2 separate regions of the Capra hircus genome follow, and region 1 is linked to region 2. Evidence: chromatin contacts called from public Hi-C data. All regions are on one chromosome and are shown on one strand. The core of a region is the stretch at or near the end of the contact, and the rest is flanking DNA. Distances in the headings are between cores, read along the strand shown.

Region 1 (4,133 bases), core at 88-2,587, 290 kb after region 2:
AACTTGTTGATGGAGTCTATAGATAGCTAAGCCCAGGGCAAGTCCTGGCCATGCCACACTTGAAGTGACTCTGTGCTGTGTGGGTCATGCAGTGTGGGTGTGAACTTCAGCTGTAGGGTATGAGCTGTGCCATCCCATCCATATGACCTCTCTGCGCCACAGTTCACCTGTAAATTAAAGGGTATGATTGGAGTGCTTTGAAGATCAAGTAAGTTAATACAAGTAAGTCATTTAGATCAGGGGCCATCAAGCTGTGTCCTGTGGACCTCATCCAGCCCCACCCCTGTTTGGGAAAATTCAGTGTCGCTGGAACACAGCCGTTCCCGTTCCTTCCCTGTTACCTCTGGCTGCCTTCTCACTGCAACAGCAGAATTGAGCTCTGCTTGCAACAAGACCATCTGGCCCACAGACTGAAAACATTTTCTGTCTGGTCCTTTACAAAAGTTTGCCAACACCTGAGTTGGATGAATGCTTGGTGAAAACTCAGTGCTTAGGAAGTGGTGACTGTTGTTGTCACTGTTAATAAAGTTGACACAGAAGTCCGGGGGCACAGTTTCGCCCCATCCATTGAGGGCCTAGAGCAGTTCAGACTTCAAGTAGTTTATCCTTCAGTCGGCATTCTGAAGCCTCACACTATGGAAAGCCGTGCAGTTGGCCATGTCTTAGGCCTCTGTTACAGGCCTCTGTCATGAGGGCAGTAACCTGATAGAACTGGTTCCTACTTTCAGAGAAAACTGCAGTCACTCTGATTAATTGAGTATAGCTGACCTGTCAAAAGTGCCTGGGTCTTGGCAGAGCTGCAGCATGGCTTTCCCAGGTCAGACAAACAGATGTGTTTGCTAGGAAATCATGAGGCAGCGGACTGCTTCTCTCCTCTACTAGGTCGTGATGCTCATGTCCTCTGGGGATGGGAAAGGTTATCACCCAGAAGGCCCTGCTGTTTCTGGAGGTCACGTCTAAAGATAAGGAGAAAGAGAAGCTAATCCGGATTTGCCAAAAACAGAAAATAAAAATAACAGCCCTTTCACTCACCCGAGGAGAACTCCTAGGTGAGTTGATATCAGTCCAAATCACAAAGCTAACATAGATCCATTTGTCACACAGCATGCCGCTCCATCTGTGAAGACACAGACCAGATTATGTCCCTCCTTTGACGAAAATCTTTCACCAGCTTCTCATTTTAACCTAAAATCAGAATTCTGCAATCCCGCTCGCCACTTCTCTGACCTCAGTTTGCCACCCTCCTCCCGCCTGCTCACGGGGATCCGTCACGTAAGCCTGCTTTCCCTCCCGGCGTGTGTCAGGCTCCCCCGCCCGGGCTGTGTGTGCCCGCTCCCCTCGGCCTTCTGCCTGCCTGGCACACCGTGTCCCCGCGTCTCCACGGGGCTGCCGCGTCCTGCTCGCGTCTCAGCTCAGATGGCACTCCCCCAACCCGTTTTCTCTCAAGATCTCCCACTCACGTTCTCCATGACATCTTCCTGTTCCATTCTGTGCAGAGCTGTCACTGCTAACTGAAATGATCTTATTTGCTTATTTGATAACCATCTTCTTCCATGAGTACATGAACTCTGTGAGAACCTAGAATTTCCCTGGTACATGGTTGGTCCTTAATAAGTAGTTGTTTGATGAAGAATGAATGAGTCGGCAAGGTTTTTACCTCAAAATTTACCAAAAGTCTGAGGTAAAGAATGGTAAAAAAAAAAAAAATAAAAAAATAAAAAATAAGAACTTTCTAGGGAAAATTAATTCGGGTCAAAGAGCAAGGTATAGTTGGAGTGTTGTTAGTATAAGGTGGCAGAGACTGTGTCAAGCAGAGGTCTCCCGGATGTGCTTCCAAAAGATGATGTCTGGATAGGTGCATCCTGTCTCCTGCCACTTAGGCTGGGCTTTCCTACTTGAAAAGTCTATGGAAGTGTGTTTTAACTAGCAATTCCATTCCTCCTTGTTAATCTTCATCAAAGTGCCGTTAAGGCCAGCAGACAAATGAAATTCCCCCCAGTGCTGAGTTCACCAAAATGTCTGCAGGTAATTTTTTCCTTTCAGGTAGTTTTTCCTCTAGCAACGTGGTCAAAAGGTCAATCAAGTCCCTCTTTCAGAAGAGAACAAAAATCACTTATAAACACTTTTGAACTTCTGGTTAATGGTTCCATTTCCAGTTTAAAAAAAAAACAAAAAACAACGTAAAACGTTATTAACATATAAAAGCGCATTAAGGAAAATCATGTTGTATGTGAGAGTGTGTGCTCATTCTCTCAGTCATGTCTGACTCTTTGTGACCCCATGGACTGTAGGTCCCTCTGTCCATGGAATTTTCTTGACAAGAATACCAGAGTGCGTTGCCATTTCCTACTCCAGAGAATCGTCCTGACCCAGGTATCAAACCCACATGTCTTACATCTCCTACACTGACAGGCAGATTCTATGCCACCTAGGAAGCTACATATGCGAGAGTAGTTCTCTCATATTTTCACAAAAACTAAAACTGGATTTGTCATATGGAAGAAATGATGTCATTAACTATTGGAAAGACCGCAACCATAAGTTCTTTGCATTATTACCAAAATTAGACAAATATTCCACACAGAATGTGAGATCTAAACAGCCCCTTAAATTACCTATACTGGCAAACCAAGACTACCGTGAAAGCAGCCATCTGTTCTTCAGGTATGTCTCTTAGGACCAAACATGTCTAAGTCATTTGTCGATAGTACATGGATATTGTCACTGAAATGTGTTTAAATCTGCATACAAGGTAAAATGTACACAGTTCATACACATGAACAGCTCTAGATAAACTTGAGGAATCAAAAACAGGGAAGAGTTTAAAATAATTTAATGAAAAGAAAAACTGCATGTAATATTCTGTGTATTTAGATGAAAGAAGCTCACCCTAGTACAGATCTTATTTTCTAGCCCAGATGGCAAAAAGTGTGGCAAAAAGCTTACTGGTTCATTCACCGTTCACTCAACAGTGACTTATTAAGTTCCTGCTATGTACCAGGTAAGATTTTAGAATAGAACTTATATACTAGTGAAGAGAGACAGATAGTTATCCAAAAAAAAAAAAACCCAAAAAACACAGAACTTACATACTAGACAATTATCAAACAAACAAACAAAAAAAAACACAAATGAATTCAATTCCATATTTAAATCCAGAAGTTTTAAATGTCAAGCAAATTATCTGAAAATGTTATAGTCTTGACCAAGCTTTAATATTCTTCATGTAAATTATTGAATGTTGGTCTGAACAGACTTAAGGAATATTAACTCTACAAGAATTCTGAATTTCTCATAGACACAGATTTGAGTGAGAATTTCAAAGTGGGACAGATGAGAAGTGTGTCTTCCAGTAGGATTTTATTTTTAATGAACTGAAAGAGGATTGGCCCCTGATTTTACTGAAGAAAATTAAATATTGGGTATTTGCTCTAATCATGTAACAAAATGCATTTTCTAAGTGGAGTTTATAAAACAAACAAAAAAACTTTTCATCTATTTAGTGGCTTAGAAAGGCCAGTCTTTCCTGGAACCACGCATTTTGCTTTTTCCACAGAGTGCTCCTCTGAGAGAGCATGTGCAGGAAAACAGGGCCTGAGGCTCTGGGGCTCTTGCTGGGCTCTGCCAGGGTGCAGACGGCTCTACAACCTTATTTAAACAATCACCTTATTTAAACCTCACAAACAACCCACCCAGACACGCAAAGAAAATGACCGGAAACAGTTAAGTAATTTGCCCAAGGTTTGCACAGCTAGTGGGTCAATGGGAGAATCTAGGTTTGAGTTTAGGTCTGACTCAAGAGTCCATCCTGGAGGAGGGCACGGCAACCCACTCCAGTGTTCTTGCCTGGAAAATCCCATGGATAGAGGAGCCTGGTGGGCTACAGTCCATAGGGTCCCACAGAGTTGGCCATGACTAAGCAACTTAGCATGCACTTACGAAAGCAAGAGTCCATAAACCCTCAACTGCTTCACTGGGACCTCTCTCAGTTGAGAAATATCTGGTGAACTTGAATTTGAATCAAGACAGTGTTATGGGCCATTTGACTATTTCCCTAAAGTGAACTCCTCAAGTCCCCTGGATAAACTCCTGGCATTTGACAGGCTTGTTTTAACAATGCTGGTCAAAGATAT
Region 2 (4,323 bases), core at 1,343-3,842:
GACTTCTAAGCTGTCACCAAGTCAACCTGCAAAACACATCTCAAAATGTTCCGCTGCCCCCCTTACTGCATTTTCATTCTAGATCAGCATCTCTCCCCGAGCCCACCACACTGCTCCTTCCTAACTGGCCTTCCATGGCCACTCCTGGTCAGGCTGATTCATTCTCCACTCAGCAGCCACACAATTTTAAGCTATGGTTTTCCCAGTAGTCATGTATGGATGTGAGAGTTGAAAGCTGAGCGCCAAAGAAATGACGCTTTTGAACTGTGGTGTTGGAGAAAACTCTTGAGAGTCCCTTGGACTACAAGGAGATCCAAACAGTCCATCCTAAAGGAAATCAGTCCTGAATATTCATTGGAAGGACTGATGCTGAAGCTGAAACTCCAGTACTTTGGCCACCTGATGCGAAGAGCTGACTCATTGGAAAAGACCCTGATGCCAGAAAAGATTGAAGGCAGAAGGAGAAGGGCATAACAGAGGATGAGATGATTGGATGGCATCAGCAACTCAATGGACCTGAGTTTGCGTAAGCTCCGGGAGTTGGTGATGGATGGGGAGGCCTAGTGTGGTGCAGTTCATGGGGTCTCAAAGAGTTTGACACGACTGAACAACTGAACTGAACTGACCTGACCTTCAGTAAATGTTATTGCAGTAAAGATCAGGTGGATTCAAATTCTACCCATCCTATTCCTGAACATATTGATCACCCTAGTGGGGACTTTAAAGTATTTTCAGGGTGTGGATCTGATGGAAAAGTCTGCATGTTCCTCATCTTAACCAGCACAGGTCTGTTCTGTCATGTCCTGGCAATAAATATCCTGGGCCATCTGGGCCATCCGGCTCCCGCTGGAATTGCTCACCTCTGCCTCTTTAGCGTGAAATTTGCTGTAGACAGTACATGAATGACTGGTGTGGCTGTCTTCCAGTGAAACACACAAAAACAGACGGCAGTGCTGAGTTTTGCTGCTGACTTGCTGTAGCTCCCTGGCCTGGATTTGGATGCTGTATCAATTACAGTTTAGTTGCAGAAAACAGAATCTATTCAAGCTGGTTTAAGCAGAAAGGTATGTAGTGGCGGATATTACAAAATGTACACTATCATTGGGCGAGTTGAAGAGCTAGGCTCCAGGTTGAGTTTCTGGGAACACCTCAGAACATCACCAGCAGAACTAGTCTAGTGGAGCAGGGACGTTTGCCAAAACCGTGAACCCTCCTGCAGCTCTGCATGCTGCCAGCTCCTGAATCACAGCAGCTCTGCAAAGTATTGCTTCATGCTCTGCCTCCCTTCATATTTAACTCAGACATGTTGGCAGAACATAAGTTACACCCAGTAGTACCCTAGCTTTAAGGAAGTCTGGGAAATACAGCTTTTAGTACTTGTAGTACAGGAAGGTTCACTAAAAGGAAGTTGGCATAAATTTGGTTGAGCCCATCTGGTGTACCTGCTACAGAATGCCCCTTACATCCATACCTTCCCTTCTTTCCATTCCTAAACCTCCAGACAAGGACCAGAAGAGCAGCGCGCTCTCTTCTGATATAATGCAGCCATGCCTCCTGAAAACCAAGTGTGCTCACTTTCTCCCAAGATGCTAAATCCCAGAGTCCTATAGGTTACCACGTCATCTGCAGTGTTCATCACAGACATTACCCTGAGACCTAGCGCCCTGAAGAATTTGGTGGCTCCCATCCTCACAGGGAAAGGGGGAGTAGGAGAGAGACAGGCTGCCCAGTGACCAAGAGACGGCTCAGCCCTAAGAAGTCCCCACACACTTCTTCATCCTCTTTCTCTATGCCAGCCGGTTCCCTCTCTTTCCAGGCATCCCAAGTTTCCCTCCTCCTAATGATGCCGTCTCCATTTGTAGCTGTCCGGCTTCTCCTGTCCCTCTAAGCTAAGCTTTCCTCTCCCCTGCACATTTTTGCCTCCGCTGTCACTTGGTTGAGGGCTCTGCTTTCTCACCCAGGTTATTGCAGCAGCCTCTCACCTGATTACTCTTCCTGTCCACAGCCTCACAGCCCTCAGGCTTCATCTCCTTACTCCAACTATCTTAACCTATCTAAAACAAATCAGATCATGTCACTCCCCTACTTAACACCTGCCAGGGGCTCTCTGCCTGCCCACAGGAACAAGTTCAAAATCCTGAGCCGAATATTCTAGGTTCCTTACTCTCTCTACTCCTGCTGTCTGTCTATCCTGATGTCTAACACTATCCTGTCCCCCTCCCATCCCTGCATATGGACTTGAGGCTTCTGAACACCAAGTGCAAAGCGATCCTAACACGCTGTGCCCTCTGGTGCCTCAAGTGTCTTTGCAAGTGCTGCTCCCACTGCCTGAAACTGTCCCTTCTCAGCCGTCCTGATGCGAGTGCTCCCTGCTGCAGTGTCCATCCTGAGTGCTCCGGTAGCAGCTGTTTCCTGACGGGAGCACCGGTGCAGTGAGTCCTGTCTCCGCACACTGGCTCCACATCCCTAAAACACATCAGGGCTTGGTGCAGAGTAGGTTTTCAACAACATTTACAGTTATTAGTAATGACAAAGCCTGTTAATTAAGCGAAGAAACTAATTTTGTACGTATTTGCCACAAGATGGTGCTATTCAGATAGGAGAAACAACTCTTAAAGTTTCTCCAGGGCTGAAGGAGCCAAGTACTAGAGGCCTAAATGTTCGTTAAATGTATTAAATTTCAGAGGCAGTGATTTAAACATAAGCATTTTCAGTGGTAAACACAAGGACAGGTTGAAAATTGTGGATCAATATGTATTTTATTATCAAATTATTACTGGTCATTGTTTCACTTCCTGTTGTTTGGGAGTCTCTCTTTCGAAGTTGGCAAAATGTTTTTAAATAGCAAACAGTAACTCTTAATTCTGAGGGCAGCAAAGTTTTATGGAGGGTTATAGTTGGGTTTTTCAGTGAAACAGGACCAGTAGGTTTCACAGGGAGAGAGGGAGGAAGGGTGGGAGGTTCACTTTAAGAAATTGGCTCTTGTGACTGGCAGGGCTGGGAACTCAGATGGAGTTGACTTTGCAGTCTTGCATCTGAAGGCTGGAAATTCAGGTGGAATTTCTCTGTTGCCTTCCCAAGGCAGAATTCCTTGGGGAAGCCTCAATATTGTTCTTAAGGTCTTCATTTATTGGCTAAGTCTCACCCACACTAAGGAGAGTAATCTGCTTTACTCAGAGTTTACTGCCTTATTCATTTACTTTTTAAATTTAAGATACAGTTGATTTACAGTCTTAGATTCAGCTAGACAGCACAGTGACTCGGTGTTTTTACAGTTAAAGTTTACTGCTTTAAATGCAGTCTCATCTAAAAATACCTGCAGGGCGACATCTGGACTGATGTTTGACCAAACAACTAGGCACTGTAGGTTTGCCCAGCTGACACATACAATTAACTGTGTCAAGGCTTACGTGAGGAAAGTAAGCTTTGTATGAATGAGAAATTCACACTGATGTTTCAGTTTTGAGTTAGGGCCAGGGCAGAGAGGGCTGGCTGTAACCACCCCAAGGAACGTCCTCGGAAGTTTCTGCAGGAAGAGAGGTTGTGGTGGGATAGGACCCCCTGGGTGTTGCCCTGACCCTCCTCCAACCACAGAAGGCTTCTGCTGGGGGCACGAGGGCACATGGGAACTAGGCAACAGGCCAGTTCAGTCCCTTGGTCTGAAAGATCCCCTGGAGGATGGAATGGCAGTCCACTCCAGTATTCTTGTCTGGAGAATCCCATGGACACAGGAGCCTGGCGGGCTGCGAAGAGTTGGATACGACTAAAGCGATTTAGCATGCAGAAGCATAAAGAAAAATAATAACCTTGTGGACACCATAGCCTCACCCCAGCAGGTTCCATCTTCTGTCATTTAAGTTTTGTTTATGCTACAGACTGAGGTTTGGGGCAGTCCTAAGGAAGGAGTTTTGCTTCCTCTTTTCCTGAGAATAATGAAATAGTCAAAGGGAAGTTCTGCTGACATCCTCTCCCGCAGCCATTCACCCCTCTGTATGCACACAGCTTAGTTCTGCGTTCTGTTACTAAAGTAAAACTGTAAAGTGTTCTTCAGCTCCTTTGTTATGTATTTAATAACAAAATTAACAGCTAAAAATTTATGGAGCACTCTTCTAAGCCATTTGATTTTCCTGAAAACCTTAAAGGTAGATATTATAATTAATCACCATTTAATGCACAATGAGATCAAAGCACAGAGATACACATACAGTAACTTGTACAAAGTCTTGCAATTGTTTTTTTATAGTAGGGCTGGGATTTATGTTCATGCAGTCTGATTCCAAAGCGCGTAATCTTCATGAGAATGGAAATTTGTATTTGTCTGTT

What was found. Hi-C and Micro-C count contacts between places; a contact is called where the count stands out from the background.
Region 1: a Hi-C map of blood shows a contact between it and region 2, with 2.5 times the contacts expected there. The contact joins two enhancer-like sites. A contact is called at or near these places in 4 of 5 Hi-C or Micro-C datasets (blood and liver).

Annotation. Positions count from the first base shown.
Region 1 is chr10:97,063,499-97,067,631 of ARS1.2, forward strand. No RefSeq gene overlaps it. Among named protein-coding and RNA genes, the nearest start is that of CCDC112, 17 kb to the right of the region's middle. Within about 2 kb of position 1,338, at least 1 of the 5 cell types and tissues checked has an H3K27ac peak or open chromatin away from gene starts, as enhancers often do.
Region 2 is chr10:96,773,394-96,777,716 of ARS1.2, forward strand. The region is part of intron 1 of TICAM2 (TIR domain-containing adapter molecule 2); the gene reads left to right. Among named protein-coding and RNA genes, the nearest start is that of TICAM2, 6.2 kb to the left of the region's middle. Within about 2 kb of position 2,593, at least 2 of the 5 cell types and tissues checked have an H3K27ac peak or open chromatin away from gene starts, as enhancers often do.